3 separate regions of the Mus musculus genome follow, and regions 1 and 3 are each linked to region 2. The links are chromatin contacts, called in public Hi-C and promoter capture Hi-C maps. All regions are on one chromosome and are shown on one strand. The core of a region is the stretch at or near the end of the contact, and the rest is flanking DNA. Distances in the headings are between cores, read along the strand shown. Region 1 overlaps Abcb1a (ATP-binding cassette, sub-family B (MDR/TAP), member 1A). Region 2 overlaps Abcb4 (ATP-binding cassette, sub-family B (MDR/TAP), member 4). Region 3 has its middle 14 kb from the start of Gm31449.

The links. Hi-C and Micro-C count contacts between places; a contact is called where the count stands out from the background. Capture Hi-C pulls out chosen DNA fragments and counts their contacts.
Region 1: a contact with region 2 is called in a promoter capture Hi-C map of liver. The contact joins two enhancer-like sites. A contact is called at or near these places in 2 of 9 other capture datasets (embryonic stem cells and liver).
Region 3: a contact with region 2 is called in a Hi-C map of liver, with 2.5 times the contacts expected there. The contact joins two enhancer-like sites. A contact is called at or near these places in 1 of 39 promoter capture datasets (the C10 cell line), 1 of 15 datasets of contacts at CTCF or cohesin (CD8 T cells), 23 of 484 Hi-C or Micro-C datasets (B cells, CD8 T cells, CD8 central memory T cells and 17 more), 1 of 115 datasets of contacts at active chromatin or transcription factors (bone marrow-derived dendritic cells) and 2 of 9 other capture datasets (adipose tissue and liver).

Annotation. Positions count from the first base shown.
Region 1 is chr5:8,686,258-8,688,957 of GRCm38.p6, forward strand. Abcb1a (ATP-binding cassette, sub-family B (MDR/TAP), member 1A) reads left to right here. Exons shown (of 30, transcript NM_011076.3): 9 at 1-41. Among named protein-coding and RNA genes, the nearest start is that of Gm31157, 8.2 kb to the right of the region's middle. Within about 2 kb of position 1,439, at least 1 of the 459 cell types and tissues checked has an H3K27ac peak or open chromatin away from gene starts, as enhancers often do. A contact at or near this core is called in liver, where this site is marked.
Region 2 is chr5:8,927,183-8,929,882 of GRCm38.p6, forward strand. It overlaps Abcb4 (ATP-binding cassette, sub-family B (MDR/TAP), member 4), which reads left to right. Exons shown (of 28, transcript NM_008830.2): 13 at 589-792; 14 at 1,225-1,395. Among named protein-coding and RNA genes, the nearest start is that of Gm31388, 17 kb to the right of the region's middle. Within about 2 kb of position 1,444, at least 3 of the 459 cell types and tissues checked have an H3K27ac peak or open chromatin away from gene starts, as enhancers often do. A contact at or near this core is called in liver, where this site is marked.
Region 3 is chr5:9,058,256-9,060,955 of GRCm38.p6, forward strand. No RefSeq gene overlaps it. Among named protein-coding and RNA genes, the nearest start is that of Gm31449, 14 kb to the right of the region's middle. Within about 2 kb of position 1,271, at least 36 of the 459 cell types and tissues checked have an H3K27ac peak or open chromatin away from gene starts, as enhancers often do. A contact at or near this core is called in liver, where this site is marked.

The DNA.
Region 1 (2,700 bases), core at 189-2,688, 240 kb before region 2:
TCAGCCCTGTTCTTGGACTGTCAGCTGGTATTTGGGCAAAGGTAGGTGAAGTCCATGAGTCCAGATTTTAAACTCTTTCCCATGACCCACAGAAAAGTCTTTTAACCACAATAACTCTGTCAGTGAATATTATATACAATTTCACTCTTTTTGTTAAAATAACAACAGGATATTTTATCAGCTGAGGATAAAATATCAGTTGAGCTAGCCCCATGATACTTCATGCTGTGCTTAGCCATGTGATTATTTATAAAAACAGATGAAAAAGAGAGAGAGAAATCTTAAGTTCATCCTTTGCCTTCGTGGGAAAAGATATGCTAAACCTATAAGATCGCAAATACCTGTCTTAATGACGTTTCTATTGTTGTGAAGAGATACAATGACCGAAGGAGCTCATATAAGGAAGAGCTGGGCTGGCTTACAGTTTCACAGGGTTAGTCCATTCCCATTATGGCAGAGCACATGGCTGCAGGCAAGCAGGCAGGCACAGCACTGGCACAGTACCTGAGAGCTTCATCTTTATCTGTAAGCACAAGGCAGAGCGGTGGGGCAAGGAGAGCTAACTAACTGGGAATGGCATGGGCTGTTTAATCCTCAAAACCCACCCCAATGACACACCTCCTCCAAGGCCACCCCTCCTAATCCTTCCCAAAACAGTCTCACCAACTGGGAACCAAGTATTCAAATGTATGAACACATGAGTGTCAGTCCCAGTCAAACCACCACAACCACTAATATGTGACTGTGCCAATCTCTTCACAGAAAGTAAAGATTCAAATTCAGTCAACAGCAAATGTCTCATTCAGTTTTCAGTTTTAATGTTTTATATGTGTATAGGTTACATTTACTTGTTCTATAAATTGATTTTACCATTTTGTCATAGTTGCAAATGGTTCTGTGTATATACATACATAATCTACACATACTACATACATATATGCATGCATATGTGAGTGACTATATTTATTTAAATCCTTTGCAGTAAAAATAACTTGTGGAACTATTGTCTAGTCATGGACACATGTAAACCTATAACTTCTAGTCATGTTATTCAGTCATGAAGACACAGAAATTCTTCACTCCATGCACATGCCTCTACCAATTCTGCAATTTATTTTCCATGTCTGAGTCAGCATGCAATTCATTTTATAAGACCACTTAATGCAAGTGTACCTATATGGTGAAAAGATTGGCTCAGCACATAGATTTTGTGAGATTACATGAAAGATATCAGAAGTCAAAAGTCCACCCAAATGCCACCTATGTAACATAGAAGTCGCTCTCACGTTAGAAGCCTCGGGAACTCTTCCCTGTCAGAGGATGTTGGGTTGTTATTGCAAGCAGTAACTCTCACTGACTGAGCATCTGCTATGTCCACCAGATACCTGTGAAGCGTAGGCATCAGCTCACTTAGCAGGCAGAGTAACTGAAGTCCTGAACACTGTTAATTTGTTACCCGGGAAACATGATGGGCGTACTGTTCCTGGTTGTTATCAGTTAGCTGAGAGCTGGCACCTCTCCTTTTTCTTAGTTGATTTTTCTGTTTAGTAGAACATTGAACAGATTAAGTGGAAATTCTTCACAACAGAGCTTAATGAAAAACTACTGATTATCTACTCTAAGTCGGGAAAACAAACTAGTACTTAATTTTTTAATAACTAATCTTATATTGCTTCTGATACTATTTATTTAATAAAGACAGCCCTTGGCTTTTATTTTAATCTCTGCTCTTTGATAATCTTTCTATATGATTATATATATTTATTAATCTTGCATTTTGGCTATATTAAAAGTGATGTGTCCTGGTTCCCGAATATTATAGACAAAATGTCCCGAATGTGATAGAAAGGCCCATCATTCTCAGAACCAGGAGATGCCACAAAACACCCCCATATACACTTAATTGGTCCACACACATAAATAAGATATTGAAATGATCAGATTATAATTTTTAAGTAACTACCATAAAATGCTTCACTGATTTATAAAATCATTTGAAACAATAACAAAAACTCATAAGCTAATAGGAAATTATTAAAAAGAAAAAAACAACAGCAGAGAACTGAGAGACATAACAGTAAAAAGAGCCGTGCTGTATGGATTCTTTCAGTCTATTCAAATGGAAATTATACAGTAGAATATAGAATATTCAGAATCAGTGAATCTGAAATATAGAAAACCAGGAAAGCCTCAGAGTCATGTGTGACAATAATAAAAGATTCATATCATTGCCTTGAGTCTCAAAAGAGGTGAAAGTGTATAGCGCTTTCAACTAAGTCGAAGACCTGGTGGCTGACAAACAGAATAATCAGGTGCAAGAAGTTAGTCTGACCCCAAGCAGGATAAAATCAAAGAAGTCCATGTCAGGACACATCATAACTAACGTGCTAAAGGCTGATCACATAAGGAAGGTTTTGTGTGTGTGAAAAGATAGAAAAGGGGGAAAATCCCATATTGGAGTGGATGACTGATAGTAAGCTAAACCCAGTAACATAAAAAAGAATTATAAATTATGGCCAAATGAGATTTAGTTCAGCTATGTAAAAATGGCACAGCACTTGAAGATCTGTGTAATCTACCTTACTTTATACTAAAGAAAATAAACGGCCATATCATCTGACAGAACAAACCTCTGACAACATGCAGAACTCAGGGATGTTACCTGTCAGAAGGTAAGAATAGAAGAATGCCACTGCAGTT
Region 2 (2,700 bases), core at 194-2,693:
ATATACGGCAGGAGCCACTCCTCCAAGTGTACTCCTTGGGTGGTATAGACCCTGGGAGCTCCGGTTGGTTGATATTGTTGTTCTTCCTATTAGGGTTGCAAACCCCTTCAGCTCCTTCAGTTCTTTCATTGGGAACCCTGTGATTAGTTCAATGGTTGGCTGAGAGCATCGCCTCTGTATATGTCAGGTTGGCAGAACCTCTCAGGAGATAGCTATCTTAGAAAGGGTAACAAAATACTTACGGGAGCAAATACGGTGGCAAAGTGTGGAGCAGAGACTAAAGGAAAGACCATCCAGAGACTGACCAATCTGAGCATACATCCCATATATAGCCACCAAACGCAGACACTCCTGTGGATGCCAAGAAGTGCATGCCGACAGGACCCTGATATAGCTGTCTCCAATAATCTGTTCTTGAAAAAAAAAATGTATATATCAGGAAAATATGGTTGCTTTATTTTATTCCTGCTTATTACTGTTTAGTTTTTATTTCTAACTTTTGAATGAACTCAATACTAGTAAAAAGCCCTTGTGCCTTTGAAATCAGGTTGCTTAAAATATTGACTAGGAAATCCTTCTTTCTTTCAGATTAGCATCGATGGGCAGGATATCAGGAACTTTAACGTCAGGTGTCTAAGGGAAATCATTGGTGTGGTAAGTCAAGAGCCCGTGCTGTTCTCTACTACGATCGCTGAAAATATCCGCTATGGCCGTGGGAATGTAACGATGGATGAGATTGAGAAAGCCGTCAAAGAGGCCAATGCCTATGACTTCATCATGAAACTGCCCCAGGTAAAGTTTCCCTTAAAATCACAACTGAAACGTGAGGCATGAGTTCTTGCTTCAAAAGCTAAGCTCTGGGTTACAATGTTATTCAACCTTGTTGGGCAAATCCCTTAAATTATTCAGACAAGGCTTAACGACTATATTCTATATGTAAATAACATAAAGACATATAGGACATGCATTGGTAATTATTGCAACTCAGTGTTAATTTATTATACTTCATGATACACTACAAGAATCAAAGTTTCGGTTGTCTTCATTTATTTCTACAAAACTCTCTGTACTTTTGTATTTAAAATACTTTTAAAAGGCTGACATATAGCTCCGTGATAGAGACCTTTTTTAGCATATTCAAGGTCCTGTCTGAGTTTGATCCCCAACACTATAAAATTGAATGAATGAGTAGGTTTCTGGAGCTGTTCTGGGTTTTCTGTTTAGAAATTTGACACCCTGGTTGGTGATAGAGGGGCGCAGCTGAGTGGGGGACAGAAACAGAGAATCGCCATTGCCCGGGCCCTGGTCCGCAACCCCAAGATCCTCCTGCTGGACGAGGCCACCTCAGCCCTGGACACTGAAAGTGAAGCTGAGGTGCAGGCCGCACTGGATAAGGTCAGTACCCGAGGTAAACACCCAGGGCGGGGGATGGGGAGCAAATTGTTGTGCAGACTTTTCCCAGTCCTTTGGGAATCTAGATTGAGAAATAAAACCCAAAGGGCAGATGAGGTTGTCTCTTGGGATTTATTGATTTCTTGAGCCCGTTACATTGTCGCAGAGAGAGGTCAATGATCTTTACAGGTTTCCTCCATGGTTCAGTGAACCTAGACCAGGCCTGTGGGAGGAACTGTGGGGGTTGTTTTTTTTTTTTTCTTTCTTGCACACATGGGTTTTATTTGATAACAATATGCTAAAATATGTGAAGAAATTAATTTATAAATTCAGGTATTTTTATGTAACAAGTTCTAGTGATGATATGCTGTCATTTTCTTGGATGTATTGTATTTCATTCTAAGTTTTAATCTATTTCTTTGTGGATTTTTTTTGTTAAATCAGTAAAAAGACAAACACTTATATTCAAGTATATGTGGAAATACATATAAATACATATATATGAGAATGTAATACATATATGCATATGTGCATACACATGTAACTCTGATTACCTAAACACTGCTCTAGTTTAAAAATAGTTCAAAATAACCTATTTTGTGGTAATAATGGCATCATTATTTGTAATTTAATTGTTAATGATACATTAAATTGTATCAAAATAATGTACTTGCTCCTTAGGGTGATTGTGAATACTCCTCATTAAAAGACTTGAAATTTAGAAATAAATAAAGTAAAAGAAATAAAACTGGATTACTATCACCTAACAAAACAAAAGAAGAAAATTCCATTTTAAAATGTATTATTTGATGGCATTTAGTATACTCATCAGATTATGCAATCATCAATACTAATTCCAGAAATAGTTCATTGCCCAAAAGAAACTAGTTGACTACTTCTCAGTAGCCCTGTGCACACTCTTCTGTCTTTGTGGCTTTGCTAGTTCTAGACATTTTATATAGATGTAACCATACTTTGCTGTTGTTTTTGCTGTTGTTATGTGTACATGATGTGTGTGTGTGTGTGTGTGTGTGTGTGTGTGTGTATGTGTGTGTGTGTGTGTGTATGATATAGTACATATGCCACAGCACTTGTGGAGAGGTCAGAAGACAACTTTATGGAGTCAGTTCTTTCCTTCCACCTTTGTATGTGTTCCCAGACTCCAATGATATCACCAGGCTTGAATCGCAAACACCCTTACCTGCTAAGCCATCTTGCTGGCCTTCGTTACTGTCTTTTTCATGTAGCACAGAATTTTCAAGCTTTATCAATGTAGTAATTGGCATCAAATGCCATTCTTTACAGGGT
Region 3 (2,700 bases), core at 21-2,520, 130 kb after region 2:
TTGACTGGAATTGGGTGGGGAGGACAAAACCTCATTTCAGTTAGGACTTGGCTGTGCACTGACAAGTTTATGGTATCATATATCACCTAGGCATCTTCCAGTCCCAATCATATTAAGGTTTAATCTCACACTTGACCTTCTTAGTTTTTTGAGACAGGATTTCTCTGGGTAGAGGCGACTGTCCTGGAACTTACTCTGTAGACCAAGCTGGCCTTGAACTCACAGAGATCCATCTGCCTTTGTCTCCCAAATGCAGGGATCAAAGGTGTTCACCACCACCTCTCAGATTACTCTGAATCTTTTATCTCCTAATTTTACTTGATACGTTTTATAACTCCTTTCCTTTCAGGCTGGTGCTATCTTCCTTCACTAGTAATTAAACTAATCCTAATTGTTCTGCCTGATTTTTATATTACTAATATATATGGATGCATATATGTTATAATACTTATGCATTTAGATATATACATATGTATATGTGTGTGTGTGTGTGTGTGTGTGTGTGTGTGTATGCCAATAATTCACCAACCTTTATTATGTAGAGTTAACAATCAAAACTCCAATGCTTGCAAGATGGCTCAGTAGGTAAAAGAATTTGCTGCCAAGCCTGACCATCAGAGTTCAATCCCTGCACTCCCACGTGGTGGGAGGAGATAACTTAACCTTGCAAGTTGTCCTCTGTTGTCTACACACATTCTGAGTAACGCACGAGCGCGCGCACACACACACACACACACACACACACACACACACGAAAAAATAAAATATAAACACACTACCAAAAGTCTCCCTTCTTTCAATGGAAACCTAAACCATGGAATGCAACCTTATTTCATATCTTAGGAAACTGTAAAATTTTGCTTCATTTCTAACACGATGTAAGAAGTATTTTCTTAGTACAGCTAACACAGGTTGAAGTATGAAAGTTTCTCAGTACAGAAACACAGGTTGAAGTGTGAAAGTTTTTCAGAGGCAGCAGTTGGTATCTTCCCTGAAGTTTCCCTGGCACTTTTACTGAATGTTTTCTGTACATTCTGGGAGATGTTGTACCAAACGCATCACCCGCTAGGGAAGGAGGGGCTGTGATGCTGCTGTGACATCAAAGGTAGAAGGGGGTGAATGTTCAGCTAGTTTAAGCAAGGAGAAGCAAAAGCATAAATTGAAAACTACATCAATTGAAGCGCAAACTCCTCCTCATCCAAAAGAGCGGAGGTTATAAACAAGTTTGCTGGGCAGACTGAGTCAGAGACTGAGTAGTTAAAATGAAACAGAAAGCACTAGCAACTCCCAACACTGAACTCTGGGTGGTGTAAACTGCTAACAAATTCCACTCCTGGATGAGGAAACACAAATTGTTTTATGTAATTAAAAGTTCAACCATTCCCAAAGATTTCTATTTTGGGGAATAGAAACTGGAGGAAGCAAAGTAATTGAGTGTTGATTAAAATTAGAAAATCAGGTTCCCTAACTCTATTGGGGGAAAATCCCTAAATCATTTTCCCAGCAAAGAGGGAAGCCATGCATATTTCTCTCTGGCATTAACAATGGCTGTGTGGAGAGTGATTCATTAATTGGTTTGCTAACAAATAGCATGCCCTACTTTCACACACTAAGATTGTTTCCACGAATGCAAGCAATGGTCTGAAGCAGCCATGTTCCTAACAATGTGGAGCTGCAAAACAAATTTCAGAAAAGGGTCGTGAGTTTCCTAAAAGGTGGGGAAAATGAATTAACATTATTCTGGTCTCTTTCTGAGGCTAATATAGATGGTGAGGATGACGCATCGGGGTCAAAGCCATTAATCTGCTGTAGAATTTAATCCTGATAAATGAATAAAAGGCTATAAACAAGTTTATTGTAAATATCTCTTGAATAAGAAAACCGTGAATCATCTTCATGTTCAGAAATAGTTATGAGTTTCTGGTTTTCCAGTGTAAGAACCCAAGGCAAGACTTCTGTAACAGGTATAAGAGTTGACAGTGACAGCTACAAGTGGAAGCGACGATGTCAGCTCCCCGTTTTCCAGTTAAAAGAGTAGCAGGTATGAAATATAAGACGAAGCTTTCCCTCTGGCCGTTCTGAGGAAGAAAGCCAGTACGTTATCTGTGGGAAGCAAGCGCTCGACTGCACAGCCACATCGGCCGACAGTTGCATTTAAGCTGCCGTCAGCCTACCACGCATGTGCTGAGCCCACGTGGTATGAGGGTACAGTTGTTTCCTGTGCTGCTATGTCTACTCCTCAAAATCTTTTTATATAAAACTATAAACTCACTTGGGTAACACCTAGTGAAGGCTTCTTAACTTATGTTAATAATCTCTGCTTTTGATGCACTAGTTAGCGTTCTTTGAGTGAATATTTATGGAAGAAACTAAGGAATACTCTGCACGACTTCATGTTACAAGCTACTTTGGGGCCATTCTGACTTCAGTTGTGCGCTATGGGCTGTATGTGTTACTTCATACTGCTACAGTGGTGGCGTACGCCTTTAATCCCAGCACTTGGGAGGCAGAGGCAGGCGGATTTCTGAGTTCGAGGCCAGCCTGGTCTACAGAGTGAGTTCTAGGACAGCCAGGGCTACACAGAGAAACCCTGTCTCCAAAAACAAAACAAAACAAAACAAAACAAAACAAAACCTAATTCTTAAATAATAGAAAACCACCAGGAAGCAGCTCAGAGAGAGAAGTTTCAGAAGTAGGATT